Linked DNA regions of Pan troglodytes: all the other regions are linked to region 1. A link is a contact called in public Hi-C and HiChIP or PLAC-seq data. All regions are on one chromosome and are shown on one strand. The core of a region is the stretch at or near the end of the contact, and the rest is flanking DNA. Distances in the headings are between cores, read along the strand shown. Region 1 holds the start of NCOA1 (nuclear receptor coactivator 1). Region 2 holds the start of PTRHD1 (peptidyl-tRNA hydrolase domain containing 1). Region 3 overlaps ADCY3 (adenylate cyclase 3).

Evidence for each region. A called contact is a pair of places that touch in the nucleus more often than the background predicts. HiChIP or PLAC-seq counts read pairs in DNA pulled down with a chosen protein or histone mark.
Region 2: a contact with region 1 is called in an H3K4me3 HiChIP or PLAC-seq map of stem cell-derived excitatory neurons, with 7 times the contacts expected there. The contact joins the promoter of PTRHD1 here to the promoter of NCOA1 in region 1. A contact is called at or near these places in 1 of 7 Hi-C or Micro-C datasets (stem cell-derived neural progenitor cells) and 1 of 1 datasets of contacts at active chromatin or transcription factors (stem cell-derived excitatory neurons).
Region 3: a Hi-C map of stem cell-derived neural progenitor cells shows a contact between it and region 1, with 2.7 times the contacts expected there. The contact joins the enhancer-like site here to the promoter of NCOA1 in region 1. A contact is called at or near these places in 1 of 7 Hi-C or Micro-C datasets (stem cell-derived neural progenitor cells) and 1 of 1 datasets of contacts at active chromatin or transcription factors (stem cell-derived excitatory neurons).

The regions. Positions count from the first base shown.
Region 1 is chr12:98,379,588-98,382,287 of NHGRI_mPanTro3-v2.0_pri, reverse strand. It overlaps NCOA1 (nuclear receptor coactivator 1), which reads left to right and starts at 1,250. Exons shown (of 21, transcript XM_063789222.1): 1 at 1,250-1,385.
Region 2 is chr12:98,077,818-98,080,517 of NHGRI_mPanTro3-v2.0_pri, reverse strand. It overlaps PTRHD1 (peptidyl-tRNA hydrolase domain containing 1), which reads right to left and starts at 1,271. Exons shown (of 2, transcript NM_001242625.1): 1 at 1,015-1,271. The coding sequence starts at 1,266. It overlaps CENPO (centromere protein O), which reads left to right and starts at 1,043. Exons shown (of 8, transcript XM_063790058.1): 1 at 1,043-1,390; 2 at 1,742-1,855. The coding sequence starts at 1,810.
Region 3 is chr12:98,048,952-98,051,659 of NHGRI_mPanTro3-v2.0_pri, reverse strand. ADCY3 (adenylate cyclase 3) reads right to left here. Exons shown (of 22, transcript XM_016948151.3): 18 at 2,258-2,404; 19 at 1,566-1,685; 20 at 573-696. It overlaps CENPO (centromere protein O), which reads left to right. Exons shown (of 8, transcript XM_063790058.1): 8 at 1-1,431. Among named protein-coding and RNA genes, the nearest start is that of PTRHD1, 29 kb to the left of the region's middle. Within about 2 kb of position 1,274, at least 6 of the 24 cell types and tissues checked have an H3K27ac peak or open chromatin away from gene starts, as enhancers often do. A contact at or near this core is called in stem cell-derived neural progenitor cells, where this site is marked.

The DNA.
Region 1 (2,700 bases), core at 1-2,500:
CTTTACAAGGCACTTCCACGGCGAGTGACTCATTCATGCTTAGGACAACCCAGGGAGAGACATAGGTATATATTGCATTGCCAGCCTTTGGAATGCGGGATGCGGTCCAGATAAGGCCATCGCAGCTCAGAGAGGCTGTTCAGCCGCTGTTCGATTCCTCTGGTGACAAGGAACACTCTACTTTTGGAAGTAGCACTTCTATTAGAGAAGTTAAAAAAAAAAAAAAAGAAAAGGGAGATAAGAAGAAAGGTGTGGGCCCCTTGAGGGGAAAGATCTGTGAATGACAGACATTTTAGATAATTCATGGAATTGCAGAGCCAGAACGTGTCAGGCAGATCTTTTCATCTGTAAAACGAAGGGGGCAGACGATCTTCCTTTTCTCTTGTCTAATAGCCTGTGAAATCATCTAGGCAACCACCTCCCAATTTTACAGAATAAAAAACGAGGCCCGCGGGATATGTCTCGCTCAAAGTAATAGAACGCCCGAGTGGAGGGACAGGCCCGGAGCCGACTCCGCCCCGTCCGCAGGGCCTCTCGCCGCTCCTACACCTTCCCAGAAAGATAAAGAACAGCGGGAGGCGGCAGGCCCGGCGGCCTAGCTGCGAGCGCCCTGGGGTTCGAGGCCGCTTCCCGGCAGCAGTGGGAGGAACGCCCCGAGGGGAGGGCAGGAGAGGGGCGGGGAGGAGTTGAGACGGGCGGGGAAGAGTTCGGGCCTCCTTTCCCACACTTCGTTAGGACGCCAGCTGGGGCGGGCCTGCAGCCGGCAGAGGGCGCGGGGCGGTTCCTCGCTCGGCGGGCCCGGCAGGCCCGGCGGGCTGGGGGCGCGCTGTCCCGGGCGCACTGTCGGAGCTCGTAGGCACCGGGTCGCGGCGGCCCGGGCGGCCGGAGCCGGCAGGGGAAGTGCGGCGGGCGGGCAGGCGGGCGGGCGGCCGGGAACGGGCGGGGCGGGGCGGGGCGCGAAGGGGGCGGTGCCGCAAGCGGGGGGCGGTGGCGGCGGCAGCGGCAGCGGCGGCCGAGGAGGAGAACATGGCGGCCGCGGAGAGCGGCTGAAATGCCTGTTCTTCAGGCCGGGCGAGCGGGAGTCTGACGCGATTTGCTGAGCTCTGTCCTCCGACGGCTGCCTCGCGGCCTTGAGGGCCTCCGCCGCCTGTTCGCTGCTGCTCCCTCGAGCGGAGCCTGCGTCAGGTTCCCTCTGCATCCCCCTGCGGGGGGACCCCTGCTCCGGAGGAGGGGGCCGGAGAGCCGCGGCGGCGGCGGCGGCGGGCGCCTGGGCCCAGGGGGCCGGGCGCCGGGCCCGAGGAGCGGCGGAGGCCGGTGCGGCGCCGCCGCCACGGTCGCGGACGAGTGCGGCGCCGGTGAGCGGGGCCCAGAGGTGGCGGCGGCAGGTGAGTGGCGGGCGGCGAGTGCGGAGCCTCCCGGTGGGTGCAGCTGTCACGAGCCGCGCGGCCGCGGAGGCCCTAGGGGGCGGGGAGCAGCTGGCGCCCCTCCGCCCCCTGCTCTCCTTTCTCCCGCTCCATCCCCCTCCCACTTCCCCGAGTTCCCCTCGCGGCCCGGCGCGGCTGGAGGGGGCGGAGGTCGCAGCTGTCACGGGCACCAGCTGGGGGCTGCTCCCCGCCGAGGGAAATCGCTGCAGCAGCGACTTCTCTCCGCCTCTTTTCCAGTTGCCCTAGTTAGCGCGGAGAGGGCGAGCATCCGCGGAGGGGGCGCGAGCTGCGCGGCCGCCTGCCCGGCGTCGGGAGCGGGCGCCCCGGGCCGCCGCCGAGAGGGGGAGCCGGAAGTCGGCGCGGGCGCCCCTCGGCCCCGACGACGCCGTGACCTTGGCCGGCCCGCTCACCTCTCGGAATCTCGCCTGCCGGGACCGCGAAATGGGGGCGACCGCGGCGTCCCTCTCCGTCGGCGCAGCTCTCGACGGCGCTTGGGTTTGACCCCGGCGCGCTTGCTCGCCCCTTCTCCCGAGAAGGGGTTTCGGAGGTAGACATGGGGTGGATACTGGACATGTTCCTGTCGCGGCCCGGGTTTGGTCCCCTTCCTGGGATTCAGCCGAAAGGGCCGAGGAAGGGAAGCAAACATGTTGACGAGGCGATTGGGAGGTGGGGTTGGTTAGTGGGCAGTGACAGAATTCGGGCCGCTCTCTAGTCCCTTGTAAAAGACCTGAAGAAATCGGACACCCAGGGTCTCCAGTCCTTACTACCCAGCTGTGGTGGCTGCTTTTTTATTTTATTCAAAAGCAGTTACCCCCATGGGTAGACACTGCCCAGTCTGACGACGTTAGAGGGAGACGGAGGGGTTGACAATACAGCCTGTGTGTGTGTGACAAGGACAGGCCACGGTGTTGTGTCCGGAGAGTTTCATGGGGAGGAAAACTTTAAGCTGGAGGATCTGTTAGCCTCTCATGCTTGGCCCTCCTCGTTTCTTGTAGAGGTGTTGAACAGGCAGGTGTCCTTGTGGAGAAGGTGACATTTTTTCTTCGGAGACGGTGAGTTTTTAATGTCGAGTGTGATGTTGGTGAGTAAAGGGTTCTTGAGTGAATTGCAGTCCCAGCACCCTCTGTGGATGCCAAGAGGAATCTCTGTGGCGATGATTTGTGAGGGCTGGTGCTTACATTTCAGTGATTAAGAAATCAAGTGTCTGCTTAAAACATTACTGCCGTGAAGCGTAGATTATATGATACAGTTGAGGGATGGATCTCAAGGGTTAAAT
Region 2 (2,700 bases), core at 22-2,521, 300 kb after region 1:
TACACAGATTCTCAAGGCATTTTTCCTACAGGTTACCGCTTGATGTTTCACTATCCAGCAGCAATTTTTCTCTTGAAAGATAATCTGTCTTTGCCAGTTACCCATGAAGGGATTACTCCACCCCTCCACCTGAGTTCTGGCTTAAAGCCGTTTTTCCTTATTATAAAAAGCCGTTTATTATTAAAGCCGTTTTTCCTTATTATAAAATATGTGCTTAAGGTAGAAAATTTTAAAAATACAGATTAAGCATTAGGAAATAACCAAAATCTCACCATGCACTACTTAATATGTAGATGTATTTCTTTAGTTTTTCCTTTCAAAGTCTGGATCATTCTGTATATATAGTTCAGTTAGCTTCGCATTATGAGCACTCTTCCAGACCACTAAATATGCTTCAAAACCATAAGGGCTCCCATGAATATCCTTGTGCAAAGCTCTTTGGGTGCATCTGATTATTTTCTTAGGCTACATCTCTAGCAGCAGGATAGAGAGTCAAAGGGTAAGGGTGAGATTTGTTTGGTCATCTGCAAACAGAACCTGACTGCTATTTTAAAAGGTGTACCGATTTACACACCTGGTGCCTGGTCTATCTGAAGCTAGGTTCAATTTATACTAACGTTTTTAGTATTTATTTTCAAATAATTTGGCGTCCTACCCAGGTAAATACTCAGTTTGACTTCACTTTGCACTGTCCCTTCGGGCTCGGTTTTGCAGGAGGACAGCACTTTGGGGCATGGCTTTAAAAAGTTGGCCAGTGCACAGGCGGAACAGCGGGGACACAGGAGCCACCACTTTACCGCGAGCCCAGCAGGGGGCGGAGGACTGCTGTCCACTCTTCACACAGTCAGGCCCTTCCCAAGGGCGCACCTCCAGGGAAACAGCTCCAGTCTAAATGTTAACGATCACCCCAACTCCCGCCGCACCCACTCCCCGCAGCCAGGCCTTCGGACCGAAGACCACACCCACTTCCGCCCTCGATGTCTCAGCACCTCCCCCTCCGCCCGAGTGCCTCACCTCGAGGACCACTTTGCGCATGCGCCCCAGCTCTTGGAGGTAAGCGGCTGTGTGCGGGTGGTCGCGGTGAGTGTGCAAGGCCGCGGTGGCCGCGTGACAAGCCTGCGCTACCAGTGCGCCCGCCGGCCAGGAGAACGGAGCTTGTGATAGATCCTTTCGTAACACCAAGTATTGTACCAGGACCTGCGGCTCCGCCCCAGAGGCCGCCATCTTCCTGACCACCCGAAAGGCCGGACCTACTCCCCGGTGCATCTTGGGATCAGGGCGGGGCCCTGAGCGCCGCCATGCTTTTGTACGGCAGGATCGCAAAGCACGCCGGGACCGGTTGGTTTGGTTTTGAAGACGTGGATGGCGGGAATTCTCGCTTCTGGCCTGGGTGAGCTAGAAGGGAGAAGGTAGGGGAAAGACCCATTGTCGGACCGGACCGTGGCCAGGGTGGCGGGCTGAACGGCCTTCTTAAAACTCCTTCCGTGGCCGGGAAGCCCGCTGGACCAGAGTAGCCGTGGGCCTCGGGAGCGCGCCGGGGCCGCGGGATGGGCGCGGGGGTGGGCATGGACTCTGCTGGCTCGGACGATGGGAGAGGGCGGGCGGCTCAGGAAAGGGGATCCTAGCCGTGACATTTGTGTCATCCGCGGCCCAGGGGTTGTGCCTGAGTGGTGTGTGCCCTGCCGTCTGGGTTTGAATGGGACTAGATGTGATGTGACTGTTGCCATTTTTCTTTTATTAGCAAGGACATTGGAGTCCCTATCACCGGTTGCCTAGACAACTTCATGGGAAGGCCCTTGGGAATCTGAGATGGAGCAGGCGAACCCTTTACGTCCAGATGGCGAGTCCAAAGGAGGTATTCAGAGGGTCGCCGCCTCCTTCCTGCTGCTGCCCAAAGATGACCCGCAGGCTGAGAGAGCCCTTTCCTCCTGGAACTGACGTGGGACCTGGCCTGTTTGGGAGCAGAATGGTGAAAGGAACTAACATTGAAGACAAAGGGACGGGCAGCCAAGATTATTCGAGGAGGAAAAATGGCTTCGTTTCTAGGCTCCCACCCCTTTTGAAACGGATAAGTTGCATCCATCATATGCTCAGTGTTTATATTCTGAACTGCGGTTCTAGCCAGGGAGGTCCCTTTCCTCTCCCCGGATTTTTTGGGCCATGTATGCATTACTCCTGAGGGAGGGCCAGTGTAGGGCAGTGACTTTAGTGTTGGCTAGAACTGGTTTTGAGTGTTGGCTCTGCCATGATAAATATTGTGACCTTAGGCAAGTCACTTTATTCTCTGCCTCTGTTTCTTCATCTGGAAAATGGAGGTGAAAATAGCACTGTAGTTGTGGTTGTGGAAAAAGTATTTCTTTTGTGGTGGAAAAGTATTTAACTCAGACTTTTCAAGTGAAGCATTTAGCACATGTCTAATATATAGGAAATATTCAATGAAAGGCTTAATTCTTTACATACTTTGTGTCTTAAAATGTAGAAGGTGTTTAAAGAATGCTTGTTAGAGTTGCTTAGAATTACGAAACTATTACTTTTACTTAGTCCTCAGTCAATCCTTTGAAAACTGAGATTTGCGTTTGAATTTCTGTCCAGGAGTAAGTTGCTTCCTTCTTTAGTGCCTAGTAATATTTGTGGACAGTTCTGGTTTTGTGTGACTTTATGTTCTTTGCTACTAATACTTTTTAGAACTTTGAAATACTT
Region 3 (2,708 bases), core at 25-2,524, 330 kb after region 1:
CTAATGTAACACATCATTGTCCTCATTCAACTTGGCTGTATGCTATTGGAGGGTGGAAATCACGTCTCCTGTTTATCCGTGTGCTTGTTAGGTGTCAGCCGCCACCCTCCCCCATATGCAGATTTACTCGGCATGGTAGTGGCCAGCTTCTAACACAGCTGGTATTTCAAGTCTCCTGGGACCTCACTCAGGAATGATACCCCCTCAGTAGAAGCAGCAGGTGATCTTAACTCCTTTCAAAGAGCAGGCCTGTCTGGGAAGCCATGCCCTCAGCAGGCACAGCAACCCCTCTGGAAATGGATCACAAACTCACTCCTCAGCCAGGCAGGCCAAGCTTCTATTGTAACAGTAGGCACAGTATAGTCTGATCATCACATCAGCTGGGTTTTTGGTTTAGTCATCTAGAGTCGTCTGGACTAAAGGTCTTTCAGGTCTCCTTGCCCTGTGAGTGCGTGAACCTCCCCACCCGAATTGCCTCAGTTGTCCTGAGCCTCATGTCTCTCCTGGTGGTGGGCCAGGCCCCTGCATGGGAAGGGAGCCTGCTGCGGGGCAGGCCAGCTGGGGGTGCTCACCTATGCGCAGCATGAAGTTATTGAAGGACTGGTTGTTGATGTTGGTGAGCGTATCCTTCATGGCCAGCGCGAAGTCGGCCAGGTCAGCCAGGTGCTGCCAGCGCTCTCTCTCGGACTTGTCTTCCTGTGCCAGGGGACCGTGGAGAAAGTGTCAGGGGCCGCTCACTGCAGCAGCCTGCTCTGCTGCCTTCCCTGGCAGTGTTCTGGGGGTGGATTCCCTACACCTAGATGTTCAAGGCCTTACTCTTCCTCCCACAAAGGAGTCGCAGCCACGCTAGCTCTGACTTGCCACTGTGACAAAGTTCACATAGCAGGTCTCGGCAAAGACTGGGCAATTGAGCAGAGGAGACGGACCTGTGAGTCTGACCGCGAGGCGGGCCCCTTCACCTTGGCTGGGCCTGGCCCTGGTCCTTAGGTTAGTCAGGTTGTCCTTGTTTGGATCCCTCAACTAGGTGATAAGCACTGGAGGGGGATGACCTGCCTTGGACGTGTTTCTTTAACCTCATCCATATAATAGGGCCGTGGGATGGTTGTAGAGGTAAAGCAGGATGATGGTGTTTTAAGACCAGAGCTTGGGACCAGGGCTCCTACACCTAATTTTCTCTCCTGGTAGCTGAACAAAGGTCTAAATTAGCTTAACAAAAGAACAGGCTGCCGTCAGCCAGAGTTCTGAAGGCCATGCTTTCAGTTTCCCTTGTTGACAATTGCTCTCCAGTTCCCATGAAAGCACAGAGCCTTAGGGGGCCTGGCCACAGAACACAACCATCTTAGGCCTGAGCTGTGAACAGCAGGGGGTTGTGTGTCTGTTCTGTTTCTCTGCTTGCCGAACTTTCTCAATAAACCCTATTTCTTATTTATATTTACGTGGTGCTGGTGGTGTGTGTCTGGGACCGCTTTGCACAGCAGTTCTTGTTTTCCCCATGCTAGGTCTGGGCTGCCAATCTCTTGCCTTGGGGGCAGAGCCTTATCTCTCTGGCTACTGGGGTTAGCTACCTTGTTGGAGCTGGCAAAGCCATTGGTGTTGACATCGGGGGTGACTCCTGAAGCCGCCATATACGTGCTGCCAATGGTTTTGATCTTGGTGATCACCCGGAACTTGGGATTGTCCAGGAGCTGAGGCCAGGATTCAGGAAAGAATTGTCAGCAGTCAAGGGAGAGGAATGACCCAACCCAGTGACAGATGTACCTGTTTACAAGGACCCCACTAAACCCAGGAGACACTTTCCTATCAAAGTTGTTACTTAGTCTACCGCTTATCTGCCACATGATCCTGGGAGAACTTCCTAACTTTCTGGGCCTGTTTCCACAACCTCAACACTGACATAAAATCGGCAGTCTCCTAGGGGGGCTCCGCGCGTGTGTAAAAGCATTCTCCCTGGTATACAGGTCACCCAGTCAATGCTGACCGGCTCTGAATTTGAGGAGACAGTCCCAGGACAGAGAGGTCTCCAGATGTTGCTTGGCCAGTCCTTATCCTGTGACCCTGTGGGTGATTTCCCGGGCTCCCACCTCACCTCCCCTCCCCCAGCCCAGCAGTTCCAGGTGGCTGCAGAAGTCCATGTATTGCGGAAGGGGCTTATCTGGGAAAATGAAGCCAGTTTCTCTGGCCTCTGCAGCCTATTGTAGGATGTGATGTGGAATGGGCCGGCTTCATGGCCAGAGTGCAGGGTGGGATGGGCACTCACAGAGTCAAAATCCGAGATGATTTCATTGAGGAAACGCAGACACTCAATACCACCATTGTTGATGCTCTCCTCTGTGTAGAAGTCAGCAAAGTTGGGCAGGGAGGCAAACATGACTCCAATCTCATCATACGTCTGGCTATACAGCTCCTAAAAAGGTGCGGACAACGTGCTCAAAGCATGTCCGACTGACTGGACGATGTGCTGGAGAAATGCATCTATCTTCCATGCACGACATGTGCACTCAGCTTTTTGGACTCACACATCAGTCAGATTATCCCAGCATTATTATTATTATTTTTTTTTTTTAAGAGTGGGTCTTGCTGTGTTTCCCAGGCTGGAGTGCAGTGACAGTAAACAAGCACAATTAGGTATGATCGAAGCACACTGCGGCCTTGAACACCAGGTATCTGGGACCACAGACACATGTCACCCCATGCCCGGCTGTAGATTA